Linked DNA regions of Mus musculus: regions 2, 3, 4, 5 and 6 are each linked to region 1. The links are chromatin contacts, called in public Micro-C and promoter capture Hi-C maps. All regions are on one chromosome and are shown on one strand. The core of a region is the stretch at or near the end of the contact, and the rest is flanking DNA. Distances in the headings are between cores, read along the strand shown. Region 1 holds the start of Brd1 (bromodomain containing 1). Region 2 holds the start of Plxnb2 (plexin B2). Region 3 holds the start of Mapk12 (mitogen-activated protein kinase 12). Region 4 holds the start of Ppp6r2 (protein phosphatase 6, regulatory subunit 2). Region 5 holds the start of Selenoo (selenoprotein O). Region 6 holds the start of Panx2 (pannexin 2).

Evidence for each region. Promoter capture Hi-C pulls out the DNA fragments that hold promoters and counts their contacts. Hi-C and Micro-C count contacts between places; a contact is called where the count stands out from the background. Capture Hi-C pulls out chosen DNA fragments and counts their contacts.
Region 2: a contact with region 1 is called in a promoter capture Hi-C map of embryonic stem cells. The contact joins the promoter of Plxnb2 here to the promoter of Brd1 in region 1. A contact is called at or near these places in 15 of 39 promoter capture datasets (the 3T3-L1 cell line, 3T3-L1-derived adipocytes, the C10 cell line and 9 more), 1 of 484 Hi-C or Micro-C datasets (muscle stem cells), 4 of 115 datasets of contacts at active chromatin or transcription factors (bone marrow-derived macrophages, embryonic stem cells and epiblast stem cells) and 1 of 9 other capture datasets (liver).
Region 3: a contact with region 1 is called in a promoter capture Hi-C map of pancreatic islet. The contact joins the promoter of Mapk12 here to the promoter of Brd1 in region 1. A contact is called at or near these places in 5 of 39 promoter capture datasets (the C10 cell line, fetal liver, liver and 2 more), 2 of 115 datasets of contacts at active chromatin or transcription factors (embryonic stem cells and pancreatic cancer cells) and 2 of 9 other capture datasets (liver and pancreatic islet).
Region 4: a contact with region 1 is called in a promoter capture Hi-C map of pre-B cells. The contact joins the promoter of Ppp6r2 here to the promoter of Brd1 in region 1. A contact is called at or near these places in 11 of 39 promoter capture datasets (the 3T3-L1 cell line, 3T3-L1-derived adipocytes, the C10 cell line and 6 more), 4 of 484 Hi-C or Micro-C datasets (the G1E-ER4 cell line, embryonic stem cells and erythroblasts), 3 of 115 datasets of contacts at active chromatin or transcription factors (bone marrow-derived macrophages, extraembryonic endoderm stem cells and microglia) and 1 of 9 other capture datasets (liver).
Region 5: a contact with region 1 is called in a promoter capture Hi-C map of second pharyngeal arch cranial neural crest. The contact joins the promoter of Selenoo here to the promoter of Brd1 in region 1. A contact is called at or near these places in 7 of 39 promoter capture datasets (the C10 cell line, cranial neural crest, frontonasal cranial neural crest and 4 more), 3 of 115 datasets of contacts at active chromatin or transcription factors (the SCID.adh cell line, memory CD8 T cells and microglia) and 2 of 9 other capture datasets (adipose tissue and pancreatic islet).
Region 6: a contact with region 1 is called in a Micro-C map of embryonic stem cells, with 1.6 times the contacts expected there. The contact joins the promoter of Panx2 here to the promoter of Brd1 in region 1. A contact is called at or near these places in 1 of 39 promoter capture datasets (liver), 1 of 484 Hi-C or Micro-C datasets (embryonic stem cells), 3 of 115 datasets of contacts at active chromatin or transcription factors (bone marrow-derived macrophages and embryonic stem cells) and 2 of 9 other capture datasets (adipose tissue and liver).

What each region holds. Positions count from the first base shown.
Region 1 is chr15:88,732,401-88,736,235 of GRCm38.p6, reverse strand. It overlaps Brd1 (bromodomain containing 1), which reads left to right and starts at 2,017. Exons shown (of 13, transcript NM_001033274.3): 1 at 2,017-2,307. Gm41377 (a long non-coding RNA gene) reads right to left here and starts at 2,115. Exons shown (of 3, transcript XR_875560.2): 1 at 229-2,115; 2 at 1-77.
Region 2 is chr15:89,178,700-89,182,540 of GRCm38.p6, reverse strand. It overlaps Plxnb2 (plexin B2), which reads left to right and starts at 1,753. Exons shown (of 38, transcript NM_138749.3): 1 at 1,753-1,876. Dennd6b (DENN/MADD domain containing 6B) reads left to right here. Exons shown (of 20, transcript NM_027081.3): 20 at 1-328.
Region 3 is chr15:89,139,216-89,143,053 of GRCm38.p6, reverse strand. It overlaps Mapk12 (mitogen-activated protein kinase 12), which reads left to right and starts at 2,351. Exons shown (of 12, transcript NM_013871.3): 1 at 2,351-2,706; 2 at 2,797-2,926. The coding sequence starts at 2,582. It overlaps Mapk11 (mitogen-activated protein kinase 11), which reads left to right. Exons shown (of 12, transcript NM_011161.5): 12 at 1-572.
Region 4 is chr15:89,209,072-89,213,040 of GRCm38.p6, reverse strand. It overlaps Ppp6r2 (protein phosphatase 6, regulatory subunit 2), which reads right to left and starts at 1,482. Exons shown (of 25, transcript NM_026813.2): 1 at 1,262-1,482.
Region 5 is chr15:89,087,169-89,090,923 of GRCm38.p6, reverse strand. It overlaps Selenoo (selenoprotein O), which reads right to left and starts at 1,886. Exons shown (of 9, transcript NM_027905.3): 1 at 1,259-1,886. The coding sequence starts at 1,815.
Region 6 is chr15:89,057,862-89,062,108 of GRCm38.p6, reverse strand. Panx2 (pannexin 2) reads right to left here and starts at 2,383. Exons shown (of 3, transcript NM_001002005.2): 1 at 1,810-2,383. The coding sequence starts at 2,035.

The DNA of each region.
Region 1 (3,835 bases), core at 768-3,267:
AGGTAGAGAGAAGGCTGAGGGCTCATCTTGCTTGTTCTTCACGGTCCTGGGATGCTTAGATTCAGATGAGTGGACTTCTGTAGAGGAGGCAGCATTTACAGTTCCTGGCTTTGCGGCAGATGTGTTCAGGCCTCACAGGGTACCCCTACCATGGCTCAGTGGTGTGCATGAAGAAAGTACTAGCTAAACAGGAGGCCTTGCTCGGGAGTGGCTCCAGAATTAACTTACCCTTAAAGACTATTTTTCAGCAGGGCAATTGCCTTTAATCCCAGGACTCTGGAGGCAGAGGCAGGTAAATCTCTTGAGTTCAAGGCCAGTCTGCTCCACAGAGGAAGTTCAGGGATATACTGAGGGGCCTTGTATTGAAAAACAAAACAAACAACAACAAAATGACTATTTTCCAGCCCATAGTTTGGCTACAGTGGGATAAGAGTAGTGGCCAGCCAAAAGCTGCAAGGCACAGATGAGCAAGTCTGCCTTGTCCCAATAACTGTTTGGTGCCACATCCTGAGCTGTGAGCCTGCCCTGCCTGTCATGGGCGGGGAGGAGAGCAGCTCTGCTCACGAATGAAAAGCTCTTCTGTTTACCTGAGAGGTCCAGGCTAATGTCACAGGCACATGACTAGTGCTTCATCACCATGACACCTGTCATAAGCCTTCCAAGGCAACCAAAGAACTACCCAGTCTTCACCCCCATTTCAAAATACTTACAGATGAGTCTCATAATGAAAATTCTCTAGAAGCCACTAACTTTTAAACTAAGGACAAAGTAGACGGAACAAGCTGGAGAGTAAGACCAGTGTCCCTAAGCACCAACCCAAAGGGCCCTGATTTCAAAATCTTCAAGCCTTTTACAGCAGAGGTTCTCAGCCTGTGGGTCACAACCCTTTTGGTCCTGCATATCAGATATTTACATTCATAACAGTATTGAAAATTATAGTTATAAAGTAGAAGTGAAAGAATTTGATGGCTGGAGGCCATCACAGCATTGATCAGCAGCAATAGGACTGTTGAGAACCACTGCTGTAAGTGTTACCAGCTCCTTGGTAGGGATGTCAATGCTTAAATACTTCTATGAGTACAATGCTTATAAGAGGAAGGCCTAAGTCATGGGTGGTGGGCCATGCCTTTAGGGAGGCCGATCTCTGACTACATAGTGAGTTACAGTCAGAATTACATAGTGAGAGTCTGTCTCAAAACAACAAAACCAAAAATCAGGCAACCAAACAATCAAACCACCACCACCAAAGTAAGTAAGAAAGGTAGACAGACAGACAGAAAGAAAGAAAAGAAGAGGAAAGCCTGAGTTGGAGGCATGCCCCCAGACCTGGCTGCCCATAGTTTGAGATTGCTACTACTTGTCCCAGTCACTAGTCATCCTCAAGTCCTTTCCATACCCTCCTCTACCCAACCACTGACCTCGTGCCCTTGTTAATGCCTTTCTAGTGCCACCTTAGGGTTCCCCAGTCCTAGCCATTTATTCCTCAAATAAATCCACCCTTGTTTGGTGATCCCCTCCATCACGGCCCTCATTTCCATTCCCTCCTAACTCATCCTCCGTGAACCACGCTGGTCACCAGACACTATCAGAACCCCACTTCCCCCCCTTAGGATGCATCTCTTGATTCTCTCAAAATACCACTCCCTTGGAAAGCAAGCACTCTCAGGAAACTCCACCTGGCTCTCTAGGGTCAGCATTCTTGCTCTACTCAGTGCCATTGACCCCATAGTAAACACCATTCATCTGGTTACCCTTCTCTTACAGCAGCAGTCCTTCATCCTCAGGAACCCTAGCCTGTCTCCCCCAGAATTCTCCTCCTAGTCACCCCACTTTTGTAGCACTCCTCCCCCATCCGGATCCCCACCCTAACACCCTTCCTGGTCACCCCACTCTCTCCTTCGCGTCCCGCCCCGCCCCCTTATCCCGGCTTGGCGCGGCGCGCGTCGTGGCGGCGGCGGGCGGGGCGCGTCTCGCACGCAGCGCGCCGGGCGGAGCGCTCGCCGCATTGTTTGCTTCGCTGGGGAGCGAGCAGCGCCTCGGCAGGCGTCCGAGCAGCTCCGCGTCCGCGTCCTCCGCCCGGCCGGGCCCCGAGCCGGCCTCAGCCGGCCGTGCCGGCGCCGCCGACCCCGCCCGAGCCGCGGCGCCCTGCGGGCCCGGAGCCGCTGGCCGAGCGCGCCCCGGAGCCCGGCGGGGCACGGCTGCGCGGCCGTTGGCGGAGGAGCCGCGGCGCCATTAGCGCCGCCTCGGCCGCGCCGGCCTCCGCGCCCGCCCGCCCGCCGGGCTCCCGCGGCCGCGGCGCCCCCGAAGGTGAGTGTCTGACGGTCGCCGTTCGCCGCCCGCCTCGCCGGCCGGGGCGGAGGTGCAGGCGCCATGTTTGGAGGCGGCAGCGGCGGCTCCGCATTGTCCGCGGGCGGGGAGGCCGGAGAGTCGGGGCGGCGAGGCCCCGAGGCCGTGAGGCCTGGCGGGCGCGGGAGCCGGAGGGACCGAGAAGGCCGGGCGGACGTGCGCCGCCGTGAGCCGGCGCGGCCGGGGACGCCGGAGATCGGTGCCGGCGGCTCGCCCAAGAGGCCGGGTTCGGGAGGCGAGGCCGCGGCGAGATCGCGGAGGCGGAGGCCGCAGCCGGGTGGGGGCGGAGAGGGACACGGAGGCCGCGGCGGGGTCGGGGAGACAGAGGAGTAGAAGGAGGCCGCCGCGGCGCGGGAGGCGCGGCCAAGAGAATGGAGCGATCGGCAGGGCTCAGTAGGCGGGGAGGCCGCCGGGCCGGGCGGGCGGGCTCTGGGCAGCTCGGCTGTCTGGGCGGCTGGGGCGGCCGAGGGGCCGGGCGTCGGACAGCGGAGGAGGCGGAAGGCCTGGGGTCTCGTGGCGTCTGCCCACGTCCTCGCCCGTAGCCTTGGCGGTGCGGAGCGGGTCGCATTATGTAACAGATCGGTCCGATCTATTTTGCCAAGACAGGAAACTCCCTTGAAGAGGGACGGGCTCGGAAGATTTCCTAAGTGGAGCGGGGCCTGGTATCTCCGGAGCAAGCCCGCAGCTCCGCCACAACTCCGTGGATGAGTGCAGGAAACGCCGAGAAACGAGCGCGCGTGCGCGGCTTTCTTGGGCCTTTAGGAGAGAAGCAACTTTCCTGTGCGCTTAATTTGCAGAAAACGCAGCTCCTCATGGTGCCCTGCAGTTGTGACACACTTACACACACCTAGGAAACGGCCCCCCTTCATGGAGGACATTCACTTCACCCAGCTGCGACTGTTTTAGAGTATCTGTCATCTGGTAACAAGTAGTTACAGAATTTCCCTATTACTTAGTTACTGTTTTATCACTTGTTGGGTCGCGTGCACTGTCCTGAGTCTGTGTTTTTCTCTCCGGATGGTCACCTTAGAGTAAGGTGTGTCTCTTTCCTGTGTGCTTTTACGGTGAGGGGTGGAAGCTAGGAAGAGTTTAAATGGCTTGTCCGCAAACCGGGCCGGAAATGAACGGAGCTGATTTTGAGCATGGAGTCTTTCCCCTCGTTTTGCCGGCAAAGCTTTTTAGGATGCGTTTAGCCCAGTGATTTCTGGAGAAGCATGCTTGTTGCCTTTGCTGATTCCTCCGTGGAGAGATGCTTGTTCCTGCATAGAGCCAGAGGGGTAAAGTGCTGGGTATATGAAAATGAGGAAGTAGATGAGATTGTTGGTCACTGTGCCGGGCAGTACTGTTACATGTCCGCTTTCCCCTGGTCACAACTACCTTTTCAAATTACAGAGTAGCTGTGGCCATTAAGTATTAGGTTCAGTTCTTGTAGAAAAGTGGTTTAAAGACAGTCCTTCAGTGCTCACTAGAAGAATGTGGGATTTGACAG
Region 2 (3,841 bases), core at 504-3,003, 450 kb before region 1:
CAGATGGCTCCAAAGAGGTGCTCCCCTCCCCCCAGCCCAGAGGTCCCTTACAGTTTAGATGCCTGGAGAGTGAGAAGCTAATCCTGGAGATTGTGATTCCCAGAGCTCCCTTGTGTGGCCAGTTGGGAGAGCGCAGTGAGCCAGCATTCAGGGGATCTAAGAGGGTTGGGTGGAGGTCATGAGGCAGCCAGCCCCAGGGACAGACCGGAAGGACAGGAGGACTCTTTTACCCTCCAGCTTCCTGCCTTTTCTATTTTGAGCCCTACTCAGTTCAGAATACTGGCCTTCCCACAACTTTGTTATTAAAATATCTTTTTTTGTTATACAATACTTGTCTTTTAATATTTTTGATACAAAGTTTGCAGCTGTGTTACTGGATATTTTAGAGTTGTGTGTGTGTGTTGGGGGCCGTAGTGTTGAAATCACTGAATATTTTGGAGTCTCTTGTATGTGGGGGGAGGGGGCGGGGTTGCTGGTGGAGGGGAGAAGGTGATTCAACCAAGCCTGGCTGCTTGAGATGGGGCAAGTTCAACTTCCTTAAAGAAACAGTGAAGTCCTCAGATTTGTGAAGTTTTCAGGTTGGGGAAGACATAAGAATTGGGGCAGATCTCCAAAGCTGGGGAGATGTTGTTCCAAGCTGGCTCAGTCAGTCACGGGCACCCCAAAAGGCTCTCCACAGAGATGCCAGAGGAAATAGGAGGAAGTAGGCAGACGGTATTCAAGGAGGGCAAATCTGGAGGCTGGCGAGATGGCTCAGGGGGTAAGAGACTGCTCTTCCACAGGTCCCGAGTTCAAATTCCAGCAACCACATGGTGGCTCACAACCACCCGTAGTGAGATCTGACGCCCTCTTGTGGTGTGTCAGAAGACCGATACAGTGTACTTATGTATAATAATAAATCTTTGGGCCTGAGCGAGCAGAGATCCTAAGAATTCAATTCATAACAACCACATGAAGGCTCACAGCTAGAGTGTACTCACATACATAAAATGAATAAATAAATACATCTTTAGTTTTTTTTGTTTTAAAAAGGAGAGCAAATCTGGGGTGGAAGAGACAGCTATTCCAGGGTAGACATGAATGAGCTGGGGTTTGGGGACTAGTTCCAAACCTTGTCCTGAGATCGCCACCACAACTTCAAGGCCTGAAGTAGGAACCCTACGGTACTGTCCTACCCTATAGACATTTTGGGGGTCGGTAAGGCCAAGGGGCCGGGAAGGAGAGTAGAACATTCCATAAGGAGAACAGAGCGGCTAGGATTTGGAAGAAAGAATCAAGGTTCAGCAGCCCTCACCCTCGGGAACGGGATGAGCGCGTGGTCCCGCCTGTTGCCAATGGTGGTGCGGTTCCTTGCGCCCCGCCCATCTCCAAGAAGACACTTGAGGCCTCGATCTGGCCCAGGCGAAGCCACCCACTGGTGCCGGGCCGCGTGCGCCATTCAGTTCGGCCTGGGGCACTCCCGGGGTTGTGCCCAGCCTGAGCGAACTCCTCTGATGACGGGGCAGTGGGAGGTGCGGGGGAACTGGTGCCAGGAGACGAGACTGCAGCAGGCAGGGAGCGCGGATTGCTACTGGGCGCGAATCTCCAAGCAAAGCGGTGTGCATAAGTGGCTCTGAGCCGAGGGAAACGCGGGGTACGCTAGGGACGCCAGCCGCCCCTCCTTCCCACCCTCTACCCCTTAGTCTCGTCCCTCCCTCTCGCCCGCCCCTGTCCTCCCCGCCCTCCTTCTCCCCTGGCGGGGGCGGGGCCGGCGGCTCCCGCGCGCTCCGGCCCCTCCTCGGCCACACAAAGGCCCGTCTCCATGGCAGCCGCGCGGGCCGGAGCGCAACGCAGAGCGCGGCCCCGGCGCCATCGAACGACGGCTGCGGAGGAGCAGGTACGGCACTCGGGGACGGGAACTGTGGGGGCGTCGCGCAGGCCCAGGCTTCGCCGTCTCCGCCACTCGGCCTCGGCCTGCGCCCCCGGACGCGGGGGTCTTAGGGCAGTGCCGCTGCGCGGAGGGCGACGCGGGCCTGCGTCTTTGCCCCGCGTCTGTCTGTCTTTCCAATCGGCTGGGCCTGGCTGTTCCTGCCTCCCCGATTGGCGACGAGGCCCTCAGCGCTGGGATGCTGGGAGACTGTCCTGGCAGGCAGGGTTCCCACGACCCGGTGGAGCTGCACCCGACCCGGTGTAGTTTCAAACCCTCCTTCACGGCCGGCGTCCCTACCGAATCGATGGACCAGAGCAAGTCATCTCTGTCGTGCTGGACCTCCAGGCCCCAGTTCTCAAGCTAAGCTTGCTCAGACGCTGGGCTCTGCTGGGGCTTTTTACAGGGGTGCTCAACCAAAGCAGTGCCCACACCTTCTGGGACAGGGAACAAGAGCCAGAGAGAACTAACACTCAGTAGTAGTACCTGGTGAGGCCCCACGCCTCCCGGCAAGATCTCCGCAAGTTTCTAGTGTAGTTCGTTGTTGTGGTGTTTGGAGAGACACTTAGGATTCAGAGGGCTTAGAACTTGTGGGTGCTTTTACACAGTCCAGTCCTTCACTTCCATATACCTTCTTAAGGGAGATTCATTGCTTCCTCTGTTTCCTGCTGTGTGGCAGGTTTGTGTGTGGGTGGGTCCTTTCTATCTGGGGTCTTCTGAGCCTAAGAATCCTAGAGTTTCTGGCCACGTCACTTAATTCCTTTTTCTAGTTCCTTGGAGAAGGCAGGAAGGGAGATCGGATTATGGCCACCATGGTGGTGGTGGTCAGAACTGTAGCTGAAGCCAGGTCCCAAAGCCAGTGTCACGTTCTGATGAACGGAGGCCCTCGGGGGCCCTCATTTGCCTTGGGGAGTGCCCCCCTCTAACGTCTCTCTTCAATTTGTATTGATGATTTTAAAGCTGAATTTCTCAGACTGCTCACAAACACCTAGAGGGTGGGAGCTGTCAGCCTGATCCCACACCCGGATGCTGTCTTGGAACATAGGGAATGTCATCAGAAAGTTGGACTGTCGCTAGCATGAGTCCTTGCTCTTTGGTCAGGAGGTGAAGTTCCTAGGAAGGTAGAGCCAACGCGTGAGTTGTTTTGTGGAATGTGCCAAACCTTATTGTGTTGTATGGAAATTGCTCGAGAAGACTAATCACCAGGTAGACTACAGAGCCTCGGCCACCTAGTCGCTCACACCCTCCCATGGAAGTGGGGAGGCCTGAGGACTGGCCAGAGGTTTCTAGCCCCAGGATCTGAGGGAAGTTACTTAGAAAAACAAGAGTTTGGAATGTGAGTTCCCCCCTCCCCCACGGGCTGCCTGCCAAGGAGGAATTATTTTGGATTATCCAGCCGAGTCCAGCGAGTCCAGCTACCCAAAGAGCAGGCTGAAGCAGAAGGGGAGGCTGAAGCAGCCATGGGAGAGGGACCCACTTCCGGGCTGAGTTGAGAACCCCAGGAGGGCGGGGTTGAGAACTCCAGGAGGGCGGGGCTGGCAAGTCCAGGCAGCTCCACCACCTCGCTCCCATGGCTGCTCAGACCAGTCAGGGGCGGTGTAGGAGGGCATGTGTCACCTTGGGTTGGAGAAGGACCTCAAGGTCGGCTCCTTTGTTGGCCCTGCCCAACCTGGAATATGCCCAGGCTCCTCTGACAAAGCTCGTGGGGGAGGAAGTATTTTAGATCTCTCTGGACGACTCGGTTCACTTCCCAAAGTCATTCCTACTATGTTTAAGGATACCTTGGATGGGTCACACTCCTGGCAGAGACCCCTTAGGAAGCACATCCCTGAGGGCTTACTGGGGCTGAACCGCAGGCTACCTTCTTGCCTTCTCACTGACCAGAGTCTCGCTGAGGGGCTGCCCCCCTCCCTCCTCATTGGGATGCGATACTGG
Region 3 (3,838 bases), core at 1,102-3,601, 410 kb before region 1:
GCCTAAGTTGGAGATAACTCTTGCCTCCTCTCCCCCCAAGTTCCTGTTTTCTAATGGGTCTTGAATCCCAGCTGTGAACTAGACCAAAGGCTCTGAGAGGTGCCAAGATCCATTAGTTTAAGCAAATGTAAGGGTATAGGAGCAGCAGCAGGATCCTGAGTCACAAGGGCACAATGCCAGCTGGAGAGCTGATGAAGTTGGGGGTCTAATCTCAAGGATGCTAGGTGGCCAGCACCCACGGATGTGAGCATGGACATTCTTGCCCCGGGACCTTGATTCAAAGTTGACAAACGTCTGTCCACGTTCTACCTCCACCAACCCTTGAGGTTCTGCAGCTGGTCTGGGGTGCTATGGTTTGCAAGTCACCCCTCATCTCCCCATCCCCCAGAGAGGAGCTGACCAAGTAACTTTTGAGGTAGGGCCCTGTTTGAAAACGCGTTGGGGGTGTAACGCCTCCCTGAAGAGACAATGATCTCTTGCTTATCAGGGACCAAGGGGCTCTGGATGTCAAGTGCCTGCACCAAGAGTGTGCACAATAAAGGGGCATCCCTCTTGCTCTTGTCTGTGCAAAAGGCTCTGGATCCCATTGCTTCTACTGATTCTGCTTCCTGGAGGGGTGGCTGGATCTCTGTGCCTCCGTACACTTCCTGCTAGCGCCACCGACTTTGAATTTATTGTGCCCCTTGATCACTCAATGAGAGCAGCAGTCATTTCTAGTACTATCGCAGCTTCTTGGGGGTGTGTGTGTGAAGAACCCAGGAGACCAGTGCAGGACAAGACACACTGGTTAGAAGGGGCAAAAGGTGTAAGAGCCAGCACACTTTGGTCCCTGCACATTAGGGACTTTGTACATTAGGAATGGTGGACAGACTTGGCTCCCTCTTACTGGTGAGGCTGGGGATTGTCCCTAGAGAAAAGATCTGTTCTTCCTCAGGGATTGGACAGGATATGGGAAATAGCTTTCCTTCCTGACTAAGGCGAAAAGGCAACTTTAGCCCAGGATACAGCTCATGTGTCATGTCTATGTCCTGAATCTTGGACCGCCAGAGATCTGAGTCTGGCAACTGGTCCAGCGGTGGAGGTTGGGGCCGGGGGTGGGGTGGGGGGGTGGACCTAGAAGGCAAGAGCCAAGTCCAAAGTTGGGGGATTGGGAGCGGGAGCAAACCCAAATACATGGCCCTAGTACCAAAATCTGGTCTAGATCAGTCCCCTACAGAAAAGGAGGGGAACTGGGGAGCTTTTTGGGTGGTATGGGTGGGTGTCTGGAGGCCTCCCAGGGCACGGAGGTCACAGGAGCCAGGCAGATGTAGTTTGAGTGTTGGCCCTGAGCTTGCCCTGCTCGCTCTTGTCAGTTTGCGGATGTACCACATCACCAGCAGCAGCCCAGGTGTAAAGTTGCTCTGGCTAGCCTTGAGCTGCTGATTCATGGCAGCAGGCAGGCAGGCTTGGAGGGAGGGGGAGAGAGGGGGTTCTGGGGATCTTGTTACTACTGGTCAAGCCAGTGAGATCCTGGAACAGACTTTGGTTACTCAGCTCTGGGAGGGATGTTGGCTTGACCCTCCAGGAGCACCTGGTTCAGGTCTACACGGGACCCCAGAGAGAATGAGCACGTAAGGATCCCCCCTTTTTTTCGGGGACAGGCACACTTTTAGCTCATTCTGGGCTTTAAAGACCAAGCTGGACAACAGGTGGAAAGCACAGAGACCAGTCCTGTCCAATGCTTGAAGCGGCCACTCCACATACCAGATTGGGGTGGGTGGAACAGAGGTGTGAAGGAGTCTTAGAAGGGCCGATAGGATAGGACCCATCCCTCTGGATCTTAGACTGGGAAGTTGAGAGCCAGTGGCCACAACAATGGGGCTGGGGAAGCAACCTGAGACGTTTGGGAGACTGAACCAAATCCCTCCTCCATATAGAAGGAGGCGAACGGATCAGCCCCAGGGGCGGGGCATCCTTGGGAAAGACGGGGAGTTGAGCCAGTAAAAGGAACCATTTGGGATGGGGTATGATTGGTGTATGGGCAGGTGGACCAGACCTGGGGCTTGAGTAGAACCTGGTGGTCTCAAGTTGCCTAGAATGGGTCCGACGTTCTGGGAGGACAGGAAAGGCTGGAATTAAGAGAGGCACCTGCTAGGACCCAAGGGCCAAGAAGTCTAGCGAGGGTGTAGGCTGGCCAGGGTGTTTCAACGCCTCCTCTCATCTCAGGTCGAGACTGAGCTATGGAGCAGCTCTCCCCCACAACCCCCCCTTTCCAAGCCTTCCGCCCAACCCCGGAGGCCTCCTCGGGTTTCCGCAGGGGCCGAGGGCAGGCGGGGGTGTCACGTGCTCAGGGCCTGGGGGCCGGTTGGTCAGTGGGCCGGGAGGGACCACTTTGCGGGCCAGAGACAAGGGTCGGGTGGGAGTTGGCGGTTATAGAGAGTTCAGGGTGGCGACCCCGAGAGAAGAGCCCGCAAAGGAAAATCTCAGAGGCGGGCAGGCGGGTAGCCGGCGCGGAGTACGCCCTGCCACGCAGTGACCCGGGGCGCGCGGGCGGAGCCCCTGATCCCGGGTCCGGTCCTGGGGCGCGGTGCTCCGGCTGGGGATGAGCTCCCCGCCACCCGCCCGCAAGGGCTTTTACCGCCAGGAGGTGACCAAAACGGCCTGGGAGGTGCGCGCCGTGTACCAAGACCTGCAGCCCGTTGGCTCTGGTGCCTATGGTGCAGTGTGGTGAGCGTTTGCCGGGCGGGGCGGCAGGCAGGGCAGGAGGCAGCTGGCGATTACGGGGCCGGTTCGCTAGCCAAGCCGTCCGCCCCGCAGCTCTGCAGTAGACAGCCGCACTGGCAACAAGGTGGCCATCAAGAAGTTGTACCGGCCCTTCCAGTCGGAGCTGTTTGCCAAGCGCGCCTACAGAGAGTTGCGCCTCCTCAAACACATGCGCCACGAGAACGTGAGTCTAAAGCCCGCCCCAGATGCGGATATTGTGCGCTGGCCTCTTCTCATCCTGCCCTCCCCTGCAAATCCTGCCCACAGTCTCTGCTTCCAAGGGCCTGGTACCTCCTACCTAGTTAGCTCCCAGCTTGGGTAAACTTTCAACAACTTTCAGGAGGAAAGCAGAGGCAGAGCCCAGATCCCTTTCTGGGTGACACTACAATTTCAGCCTCTTCTTCAATTGCTTGGTTTCACCTTCGGTCCACCTCTACCTTCGCAGCCCAGGCAGTGGTCAGGTTATGGTCTAGGCCTAAGGATTCCTCAGGTCTCACTCCAAAACCTGATTGGACAATCAGGTTGGTGTGAGGAGGGTTTTCCTGGAAGGGGTACTTCCTTACCCTACCCTAGTCTCCCTTTGCCCACCACCCGAGTCTTCTATTCCAGACATACAGGATCCTAGGCATTCAGGGCAAGGCAGGATACTCGAGGTGTGCAGCCTTGGCTCTATCATCCCAGAGCCTTGGGTCTCTGTGGATAAAGGGATTTACGGAGCAGAGCATCGCCATTAGTGTTGTGGGTGTGTATTTCTTCACACCCATACAGAAGGCATCTCCTTTCCCGTCCTACCTGCATATGGCTACTCCTAAGCCTCTTGCATCACCATTGCTAGCCATCAGAGCATTCCTCCCAACCAGGGACATTATTGTTATTGTTGTTGTTATTATTATTATTATTATTATTATTATTATTAGATATGGTTCTTCCTGAACCTGTGAGTTCTGTCCCTCCCACTTCTGTTCTGTACAGCTGCCCTAGTCCTGATGTTTCAATCCTCCTGGATCATCAGAGTCAATAGCTCCAAGGAAAAATGAACATCTCGTGGCTAACAGCAAACTGAGCCCCGTTGCTTCCTCATTGCTACTCAACTGAT
Region 4 (3,969 bases), core at 233-2,732, 480 kb before region 1:
CAAGACCCTGTCTCAGAAAAACAGAAAGGGAGAGAGGCGTGAAGAGATAAGAATGAGGACTGAAGCTGGGTGACAGTAGCCCTCGCCTTTGATACCAGCACTAGGGAGGCAGAGGCAGGCGGATCTCTATGGAGTTTAAGGCCAGAGTTCCAGGACATCTATGGCTACACAGTAAAACAGTCCCGGAAAGGGGGGGGGGGGGATAGGGAATGGAATGAGATGGTAAGAAGCCAGCAAGCAGCATTGTCAGGTAGGACACAGATGAAGGTGTCAGTGAAAACCTGAAAACCTGTCTGGAATAAGGCCTAGGGACATGGTTGAGGATGGTGACAAATTGCGGGGAGGGGCTACAGCAGAAAGCGAGAATTGGGGAAAGTGACTGGACTGAGAGCTGATAGCGAACAGCAAGAGCTCCGTAATAGATTGGAAACAGCCTTCACTAAGTGAGTAGTCAGCTGTGAGGATACAAAGTAGCAGGTGAAGAAGTTCCAGAAAGAAGAGGCGCATGGGAGAAGCAAAAGATGATGGGGGGGGGGGGGGAGTGGGAGAAAGACAGTGGGTGATGATGACAACTGGGGAACGACCCGGAAGAGGAATGGGATGGAAATAAAGGACAATAACAAAGCGAGCGCTTGGCAGTGGGCACTGGTAGGAGGAGATGAGCGAGCGGGGAGGGAACGCTTGATAGGTGGAAAGGTCACCACCAGCGGGGCCCCTGATGAGGAGGGTGGAAAAAAAAAAAAAACCCAAAGATGAGATAGGGAACACTGACAACTCCCCAGGCCCTGTATCCAAGGTCCGCCCCACCTCTACAGCCACCGACAGAGGTGAGGGACCTTGATAGGAGCAGAGGTGGACAACTGGGAGGGAGAGAACCAGGCGGCCACTAAGAGGCTGAGACTAATTCTGAGAGTGGGGAAAAACTGACCACTGACAGGCCAGGAGCTGGGATAGTAGCTAAAAGGGATGTTGACTGTCAAGAAGGGTGAGCGCTGAGGGAAGGGAAGGGATGGATGGATGGATGGATGGATGGATGAATGAATGACGGCAGTGGAGAGTGCTGGCTGACCGGGAAGCAGACTGATGGAGGCGCTGACCCCCTGACGAAGCGCAGGGTGACAAAGGCGCTGCTCTACTGACAGGGCGCTGACCGCACAAGCTGAGTGACAGCAGGACGCTGACGGCCCGAAGGCGGTGGGGGGTGGGGGTGTCCCTCCTGTCCCCGGGCCGCAGGAAGCGGTGGGCGCGCGGCCGCACTCACCTGCCCAGCAGGCTGGGGGTCGCAGCGACTCCTCCTCCGAGGGAGGCCCAAGCGAGGCCAGGACGCTCGCAGAGGTGAAGTGCGGACGGCCTGGAGCGGGCCGCACGCACATGGGCCCGACCCCGCGGCGCGGCGCCTTCGGACTCGGGCGCAGCCGGCGGGAGGCTCGGGACCCGCTCGGGACCGGCTCGGGGCCGCGGGCGAGATCGCTCCAAAATGGCGGCGGCGGCGGCGGGGGCGCGCGCGAGCGAGCGAGCGGGCCGGCGGGCGAGCGCGCGGACGGGGGAGGGGCGGGGGCGCGCCCCGGGGGCGGGGCCACCGGAGGAGGCACAGAGTGGCGGCCGCGGTCCAGGGTCTGTCTGGTGGAGTCGCGCTGGGGGAACGTCCTGAGGCGTCCCCGTGATCGAGCTGGCTGTGCTAAATAAATCCTCTGGGCACCTTCAAGTCCCCAGAGCGGTGCGCGCGCTCGTCTCCGCTACGTCCTGTTTCTGAACTGGACTGTCCGCTGATCTACTTGGTTTGTTTGTTTTTTTGGTTTTTTTTTTCCTTATTTATTTATTTATTTAATGTAAGTACACTGTAGCTGTCTTCAGATGCACCAGAAGAGGGCATCAGATTTCACTGCGGATGGCTGTGAGCCATCATGTGGTGGCTGGGATTTGAACTCAGGACCTTTGGAAGAGCAGTCAGTGCTCTTAACCGCTGAGCTAGCCCTTTTTACCTTTTTTTTTTTTTTTTTTTTTTTTTTTGGTTTTTCGAGATAGGGTTTCTCAGTGTAACAGAGCCCTGGCTGTCCCGGACTTGCTTTGTACACCAGGCTGGCCTCGAACTCACAAGAGATTCTCCTGTCTCTCTGCCTCTGCCTCTGTGTTGAGATCAAAGCCGTTTTGTTTTGTTTTGTTTTGTTGTTTAGTTTCGTTTTGTTTTGTTTTTTTTTTTTCTTTTCTTGGATACCGATCCTTGTTGTCCAGGGCTTGTGTACGTCACATACGTGGCCATCTAACATGGGTTGAAATGAGTTCAAATTAAATTAATCTCTAAAATGAGACTGATTTCCGGTGGCAGTGTGAGCCATGGGAAAATATCAAAAAAAAAAAAAAAGAAACATGTAAGGAATGTGTCAACACATGCTAGCTATGAACTCACTCACTCTCAGTGGCAAGTTCACTACCGCTGTGCGAAAGTATAAGCCGGCGTGGGTGGTTGCACTTGGGAGACCAAAGCAGGAGGAGTTTCAGGCAAGCAAAACATACTGGCGCACATCTTTAATACCAGAGGCAGGGGGGATCTCTGCCAGTTCGAGACTCGCCTACTCTACTCTACTCAGCGAGTTCCGGGTCAGCTAGGACTACAGAGTGTAAAAATGTCTAAGGGGGAGACATTTCTGGGCCCTTCCAAGATTTTTTTTTTCTTTGAAGTGGTGCTGCTGTGTTTCCCCCTTTTCTCAGCAGAGGGCGCCAAAGAGACACTGTTGGAGGAAAGGAAATCGATTTTTTTTGTTTTGTTTTCTTCCCCGGTTTGGAAAGCAAAATTGGAGGCGCCTGGGTTCGCGGTGTGGTCTCTTGCAGCACAGCTTTTCCCAGGCCATCCTGACTGAAGTGATACCCTGAATACAGAAGCCGAATGTGCTGCAGAACTGGGGCTTGTGCGGAGATACCAAACACAGGGGATGACCCACTAGTCCCATTACCGCAACAGCGAGCAGGTGCAAGCCTGGCCCTGACCTTTACACTATTTTTAAGTCCAGGCCAGAGTTCACGTATCAGAAGCAGCTCTGAGCACCCTCTTCCCAGACACACACACACACACACACACACACACACACACACACACACCACCATTTTTTGTGGGTACTGGTCTGACATATAAACTGAGGAAACAGAACCGATGAACTGAATCTCCATCCTTTAGCTCCCCCCCACACACACACACACTTTTTTTTCTTTCTTTCTTTTTTTTAAAAGATTTATTTATTATTATATGTAGCTGGCTTCAGATGCACCAGAAGAGGGTGTCAGATCTCCTTACAGGAGGTTGTGAGCCACCATGTGGTTGCTGGGATTTGAACTCAGGACCTTTGCAAGAGCAGTCAGTGCTCTTACCCGCTGACCCATCTCGCCAGCCTTTCTTTCTTTCTTTCTTTTTTCTTAATTTTGAGCTGGGCATTTAGTCCCAACATTTGGGAGATTGAGGCAGGAGAATCGGTAGTTTAAGATTAGCTTTGGCCACTTACTGAGTTCAAGGGCAGCCTGGGCTATTGAGACCTGTTTTTTTTTGGGGGGGTTTTTTTTTTTTTTGGTTTTTTGTTTTTTTTGGTTTTTTGTTTTTTGTTTTTTGTTTTTTGTTTTTTTTTTTTTTTGGTTTTTCAAGACAGGGATTCTCTTTATAGCTCTGGCTGTCCTGGAGCTCACTTTGTAGACCAGGCTGGCCTCGAACTCAGAAATCTGCCTGCCTCTGCCTCCCGAGTGCTGGGATTAAAGGCGTGCGCCACCACGCCCGGCTAGACCTGTCTTAAAAGACCTTTTGTTTGTCTGTTTTGAGGGCATAAGATTTTGATAAGTTGTGCAAACTGGCCTTGAACCTGTGGCCTTGCCCTACTCTTTTCACACCCACACTGAGTTCATCAGCAAATCTCTTGTTCTTCTTGTCTGTATCTAACCTGTAAGACCAGTTTCTCTCCTGTGGCTGTAAACAGTGTAGACTGGCCC
Region 5 (3,755 bases), core at 637-3,136, 350 kb before region 1:
GCTTGGGGGTGGAAAGATGAGGAAGAAACCACTATGTTGAGAGATGAAGACAGCTTGGCATTGGGGGATGGTTGGCATGTTAGTGACTGGTGGAAGAAAGGATGAGAAGCAGATGTAGTGAGAAACCGTAAAAGCCCAATTTCCTGTTTCTTAGTCATCTAACAAGCATCTAACCTAAATAAATCATATAGCGAAAAACAGGAGCAGAGCCCCTAAGACCTGTCTGTACCTGGGTGGCAGGACTTAATTAAGAAGAGCTCCTTGGGCTGGAGATGTGGCCCAGCACTGGCTGCTCTTCCAGAGGTCCTGAGTTCAATTCCCAGCAACCATCTGTATGGCTCACAACCATCTATAACGGGATCTGATGCCCCCCTTCTGGTTTTTCTTTTTAAAGAGTTCCTTGGGGCTAGAGAGATGGCTCAGTGGTTAAGAGCACTGACTACTCTTCCATAGAACCCAGGTTCAATTCCCAGCACCCACATGGCAGCTCACAATTGTAACTCCTGTTCCAGGGGTTCAACTCTCACACATGCAGGCAAAACACCACTGTACAAAAAAAGGGGGGGGGGGAGGAGGAGGAGGAGGAAGAAGAGTTGTTCCTTTGGGCCTGTATGGTTTTGGATCCACGACTGTATTGGACACTTGTGGTACTCTCCATTGGAAAACAAGAACTATCCACTCGTGTGTGTGGGTGGGTGGGTGCATGTGTGCGCGCGCACGATTAGAACTGACAGGCTTGGGAGAATGGTCACAGAGAAGGTGGGTATAAGAACGGATTGTGCCCACAGTCCCTAGACAGTGCGTAGAGTCTGCTAGAGGCTGGGCAAGTTGAGGAAGCATACTGTTTAAGTATGGTTCCAGATAATAGGTCTGGATACCAGCCCAATGCATTGCTTCTGAAAACTAGACTCTGGGCAAGATGTTCAGCAAACAGTATCATTCGGGGAACTGGTTCCAAAGTCCGCGTTGTGTTTCTGAAAACACATCGGACAGCCATTAGAGGTGTGTCCCCTCCACCTGACAGAATTGGCAGATGGAGAGAGATCTCTCTGAGTGTCAGCCAGAGAGTAAGCCCGTTCTTGCCACTCGGCCCTTCCCTGCCAGTTTCTTTGTCTTCCTCCACCTAGGTCCTAACCATTCATGGAGTTTGGACGTAGGGCTGTCCCTACCCGGGCGAAAGCGCCACTGGGCACCTTCCCTTTTCACCCACGCGCGCAGAAGGGTGTCGCCTCCGGGAAGTTCTCCGGGAGTTCCGCACCTGGAGAAGGGCGTGGGGCCGGCGCCTTTGAGCTGCAGCTCCCAGCGCTCGCCGGCCGCTGTGCACACCTCGCCCAGGTACATGGCGGCACCGTCGCCCAACTGCCCAGCGAACTGACCGAACTGGTGTCCACAGTAGCAGTGCGCGGCGGGCTCGGTGCCCGGCAGCAGCGCATTGCCGCTGAAGAAGAGCGCAGCTTCGGCCTCGACCTCGGCCTCCTCGCTGGCCTCGAGCCCCAGCAAGGCCAGCGCGGGCTCTGACAGCGCCACCAGGCGCGGCCGCCGTAGCGGGGCCGGCCGCGCACGGCTGAAGCAGGCTCCGGGCACCGGCCGCGGGGTGGCCAGGGAGTCCTCCGGCCCAGGCGGCGGCGTCTCCACCGGCAGCTCACGCAGGGCGCGGTTGTCAAAGCGCAGCCCTGCCAGCCAACGCGGCGTGGGCTCCATAGCTGCAGCCCAGGCGGACCGGGGCGCGGACGACGGAAGCGCGAGACCGACGCACCGTGGCCGGGTTCGGGCAACCGCGAGCGAGGCCCCGACCGCGGCCCTGACAGAGGCCATTCGCCGCCTCGCCGGAAGCCTGCTCGCCCCGACCGGAAGTTTTCCCCCACCCAGTTAGGGGCTGGTGGGAGGCACGCCCAGAAGCTTGGTTCTGATTGGTCGCCTCTCGTTTGTCCACTTCCAGGCTACGAGCCGTCGCAGAGGGTGGACCTAAGATGCTGTTTAACTTCTGGCACCTGTGCACCAGGCCAGCCGAGGTCCGAAGCTCCCACCCAGGTGACATATGCCAGACTGGACTACTCCAAGTGTGCCTACAGGCTGAGTGATGTCCCTAAAAAACTACCAGGCCCCCTCACCCCTTAACTAGAGGTGAAGCCAAGGCCATTCCCTGGGTGCTGTGGGTTTGAGTGGTACTGTCCATCACATGCATAGAAACAGACATGGAATCTTTTGACTGTTTTATTCAGACAGCTAACAATCTAAGACAGTAGTTTAGCATCCTAAAGATGTGTCTTTCATCTCCTCTTTATCCAGCCGATTATATAGGTAAGTAAACAAAGCCAGGCAGTCATTTCAAAGTTTACTCTCGCCTCTCTGGTCAATCTTGTCTTAGATTTATGGTGCTGATGCTTTGCTCTCCATCATCTCCTCTCTGTAGCAGGGTTTGCAAACACTAAGAACCCGAGTCCTGCATCAGCTGTTTATATGACACTATTAACGTGTGTGTGTGTGTGTGTGTGTGTAGATCCCTTTTTAAAATAAAGTACAAATATGTTTTTATAATGTGGAATATGCAGTGCCCTGCCACTAGGACAATTTTTCCTCATCTGTTCTGTCCAGAGAAGGGCCAGAAGTCCTGGTAATATTCTTGGGATCCATGGGCTAGGTGGGAATTGGCCACCCAAGATTTGCTACAGGAATAATTTGGCTGGGCAATGGTTCCAGCTGGGATTCTGAGCCTATCTGAAACCTGGCTCTGCATGCATGCTAGGTCCTCTGTCCCCAAGTCCTTCCCTATTGGTGCCTCAAGTTGTATTTCCCTTGTACACAGCATCTCTCCCTGAAGTGATAGCATTTCCTTCTCTCTCCATTCTGTGCCTGTCACTTGCAATCTAGGTGGCTATGGATCTTGGTGGTGGAGAGGTAGGCAGCATCCAGTGCTCAGGAAAACCTGTTAGTTTCAAACAGGAGACTCTGAGCACAAATGCACGCATTCCTTCCTGGCAGTCTTTCTCCTTTTCAGCCTTTCTTCAGTTCTACACCTCAAGAATTCATCTCTGGAAATTTTCCTAGGGCCATAGTGGGCTTCTAAAACTACAATGAGGCCAGATGTGGTGGCACATGCCTTTGATCCCAGCACTTGGGAGGCAGAGGCAGGTGGATCTGAGTTCACGGCCAGCCTGGTCTACAGAGCGAGTTCCAGGACAGCCAGGGCTACACAGAGAAACCTTCTCAACAAAACAAAAACTGAACAAACAAGAAAATCCACTCCCCCCCTCCCCCCACACACAGAAAAACAAAAATCCTGCAATGAACCCAAATGTGGCCCTGGAGCTGTTCGATCACTGTCAAATCCCCTCTCCCTCTGCATGGGCGGTGAGAAGGTGGGTAGGTGTTGTTTTCTGTGACAGAGCCTGTAGTATCTTAGCCTTGGCCAGAGCATGTGTTCTTCCTGCTGCCACTAACACAGACGTCACTGACTACCCTCAGGGTCTGCCTTGCTCTGGCCTGGCAATGATATACAACTCTTTCAGCCTCAATGCTCCTAACACAGGCAAGAACAACCTACCTTAAGGATCTTCTGATCCACTCCTACATTCCTCCCCCTCTCCCACTGCCAGGCAGTAAAGTGTGAACCAGAGGGTGTACAGGTGCTGAGCACATGTAAGGCTCATCTTGGCTGGCACACAGATAACCTTGCTAGGCACTAGTGAGCACCAGGGTCCAGCCTCTATACTTTGCTAAGGTGGGTAGTATGTCCCCTGGCATGCAGGAGTACC
Region 6 (4,247 bases), core at 1,134-3,633, 330 kb before region 1:
ACAACAAGAACAACAAAAAAGCAAGCAAGCAAGCAAGCAAGCAAGCAAGCAAGCACAGGGGGTTTGAAGCAGCAGGTCCAGGATCGGGGCTAACTTGGGGGACATCTTGTTGGTTCCAGGCCCAGTTGGATGCAGGGTGTCTGGAGGTCCCACAGGTGACAAGCTGGGCTGGCAGGGTCTGGGTGTAGGGATCCTATCAAGGAATCACCAAAGATGGCCCAGCCCACCCACATCTGAAGCTGCCCTACGATGTCTGTCATAGATAGAGCTGTGTTCCCCCAAGTATCTGCTGTTGTCCTGGCCCTGTACTAAGGACTGACAGAAACAGCCTTTGTAAATGAACTGAAACGGGAGTGGAGTAGAATAATCCCTACCATGGGGAAATTCCCAACAGAGGACAGACACAGAGCTTGGGTGGTATACAGCTATACCACCAAGGAATACCAGGGAAAGTCTATAGGTACCACTCATCAGGAAGAAAGGGCTTTGGAGAGAACTCAGCCCTCCCTATACCTGGAGTTTGGACTTCTGGCTCCTGGAACTGTAAGGTACACGTCGGTTGTAAGGCAGCCACCCCGTTGCTGGTACTGTGATCAACATGGCCAAAGGCCCCCTTTATACACACACCTGGGTGTGCCTGAGTGTCAGGGACTCTGGTGTTCAAGGATGGAGACCAGGAGAACTTCCTCCACCTTTGGCGTGGCCTTAAATAGTCTGAAGGATGCCTGCCCTCAGCTCAGGTTGGACATCACTAGGTCCTGGAGTTTCCTGTAAGGGGAGGCACCTGTGGATGGTGGTGAAGAAGCGGGTATCGAAATACCTGTTCTCGTTGCCCAGTAGCTGCAGAGGGCAGAGCGACCTGCACCTCCAGAGGAACTCTGGAGCCCCGACAGTCTTCTTCCTGCTATGAAGCTGGCATCTCTGGCCACCAATTTGATTTGTGGCTATGGATACCTGAGTCTGCCTCAGCTCGGCTCCAGTGGGGATGCTATTCCCCATCTCGGTGTGTCACCAGAAGCCAGCTCCCTAGTGCCTCAGCCTGTCACCTTAGGCAGGGCCCACTCTACATGTGTACTCTCCTGTGTACAACCGCAGGCGCACCCACAGGCTCCCTCATAGAGCAGGCCCAGTTCTACTCACCTAACACGTCAGCTCCTTAACCTGCTCACTCTTCAGTGACCTGCCCTACCCTCTACCTACACTGCCTTTGCCAGTCAAGGGTGGCTTCTTGGGCCATTATTGCTTGATGCCCTCCGGGGCCAGCCTCTGTCTGGCCTCCTCTATAGAAGAGCTTTGGAAAGGGATGTTTCAGAGTTCCTCGGGAGTACCCTCACTTTTCCTACACTGTCAGCCCCAAGAACCCCATGCAGCATCATGGGATTTTTTTCACTTATCCCTGAGCAATGCCCTCAACACTCATCCTTCTCTGGTCCTCATCTGGCTATTCCTCCAAGCCTCAGCCCTCCCTACCCCCACCACCCGTGACGTGACATGCTACAACTCAGACCCCACATCCCATTCATCCCGGGGGCCAGCAAGTGTAGGACAGGCCTACTCTCCTCACGGCTTGAGGCTGAAGGAATGGAAGGCCAAACAACAATAAAACAGAGGAGATGTCTCAGGCGGCCCTGTCTCAACCCCTCATGCCAGACTGAGGTGGTGCCCAAGGTCTGTGATGAGACCTGCGGGCAATGGCTCAGCGGCTGGCCAGGTGGGTGCGGTCTAGCTGGCGCTGGCTGCCTGGCGCTGAGAGCCAGCGCGCTCGGAGCGCTGGGCGCTAAACACCTGCGGACGCGCGCCCTGCCTCACCTGCGAAGTTCTTGGTGAAGACCAGGGTGACCAGCAGGATGGGTACCAGCACGGTGCCGATGGTGACCACGCGGTCGAACGGCAGTTCCAGCTTGAGCTGCAGCAGCAGCGCGGCCAGCGCGCCCGCCTTGTCGTCCTGCGAGCCAGGCAGGATCAGCTCCCTCAGCTTCTCGCCCGCCAGCAGCGCGGTCGCCATGTCCGCCGACTGCTCCAGGAGGTGGTGCATGGGGGGCGGGGGCGCGGCCCGGCGGGGTACGGGCGGGGGGCGCGGGCGGGGCCGCGCGCCAGAGAGGGCGGCGGGGGGCGACGGAGACCGAGGTCACGGTGGGGGGGGGGGGCGCGGAGCGCTGGAAGAGGGATGTCAGCGGGGATGCGGCGGGGCTCGGGGGTCTGCCGCCCCGCGAGAGGGGTCGAGCTGCCAGGGCGCCGGGCCGCCGCCGCCCCCGCCGTGCGCTGTAGCCGGCCCGCGCCCTGCGTCCCTCCCGGGGGCGGCGGCGGCTCTCCTGCCTGGGCCGCGCGGCCCGCTCCCGCCGGGGAGGGGGGCTGTTTACCTGCGGCAACTCCGCGGCGTGGCTCCGCCCCCAGCCCCCCCACCCTCCACGTAGCTGCGGCGTTGGCGATGACTTGCAGAAAAAAAAAATTTTTTTTTTTAAATGAAACGAACCGAGTTCATATTGACCATCCCCTTGCATCAGGGTTGGGCCAAGCCCTGGTCCCCCATAGCCCTGTGCACAGAAAGAGGCGGATCGCCCGCTCTGGGGTTAGATCGTGTCTGGTAGCCAAAGGGTTCTAGTTCTACACCTCAGCTCTCTTGCTCCTCACTCGGACCTGGTCTTCACACAGGCGCAGAGGCTGCCGTGTGAGCTGTTGCAGGCAAGGGCAAGGAAGCCCGAACCCTCTTTCCCAGGTTAGTGCCTGCACAAAAATGCCGTGGGGCGTCCTCTCCAAAGCTCCTGGATGCCTCTTCACTGCAGCCATGTCCCGGACCCAGGGGCGCCCCTTTACACGCTGTGATGGGACGCCAGCCAGTGCGGATATGCTTGTACCTAGCATCTTCACTGCTTCACCCACTGTCGGCATCCGTGGAGCTGGGCCAGGGTGTGGGGGCTTCTAGGATTGTCACCTGACCTCTCTGGGCTACCCACATGTTCTCTCCTCCCAGGAGCTACTGTACACAAACTTTTGTGACCGTGGCCTCCTGCAAGATTCCTTGGCTCAGTATCTCTCCATCATAGCCTTTCCTGTGTATGTCTGGAGTAGTAACTTCCTTCAGTATCCATAAGCTATCTGGAAACATCTCCTCCGACCGAAGCAAAACCTGGAGGGACTGCTGTCCCGTGAGGCCTGACTCCTCCTGGTGCATTCTTGCTCCCACAGACATTACCTTCTTCACCTTACTCCCTGCGGGTGGTGAGCAGCCATTCACTCCCCATGCCTAGGATTCCTGGCTGCGCTGGCAAGCCCTCACCCCAGGCTTCCCAAGGCAGTCCTTCCTGCACCCTCCCTGGCCTCTCAGAAGGGTTATGCTGTTCACTCCATCATCCCACCTTCAGAACCCTATATTTTTTGTTTTCCTTTGGATTCCTAGAGCTTTCGCACACTGACCCCTTCTCAGCAGGTTGGTTTTCTCTGACCTGCAGGTCTCCCTTACCCCCCCGCACCCCACCCGCAAATGTTGTCTCCTTTGTTATCTATTTGTGCATGCCTCTTCAAAGGCTCTATCCATCCACTCTGGGTGGAGAGTTATATTCTTTTAAAAAACTATATATGGGTGTACCACCAGCATGCAGTGGCCATGGAGGCTAGAACTCCCCAGGGCTGGGGTTACAGGTATTATAAGCCACTATATGGATGCTGGTAATTGAACCCAGTTCCATGGACTTTTTCCCAATACCTCTGGTCACTTGCAACAGTCTGCTTGGATCCTTCTGGCCCCTGCAGGCACTGCGCTCTTGAGGTACAGACATACATGCAGGTGCAATACCCATATACATAAATCAATAATAAAGACAAAAATAAACGTTTAAATAGAGTTGCCCAGTAATGAGGCAACAATGCCCCTGCTAGACACCAGAGGCTAATAAATAAAAAGCCCAGTACCAGGAACTGGTTGTTTAGTCGTTGGCCACTGAATTTCCCTAGGTCCCAATATTACAGGCTACTACCACTGTTCTTGGCTGCCCTCGAACTTGATAGTGAGACTCTGTTGCTGACTATACCGCATACTGGAGTCATGGGACATGGAGAAACTAAGCAAGTACTGACCTGGAAGCTGCAGTGCTCCTGGCTACCTTTCACACAGTCTTACCAAGCTGTGAATCCTGCAGTCTGTGACGACAACCGCTCTAGTATCCCACCGAAGCAATAGTGCCATAAACATCATGGGAGCAGCCAACCATTTGTGATTGACTTAAGTCCTACTTCACAAGGTGATCCCA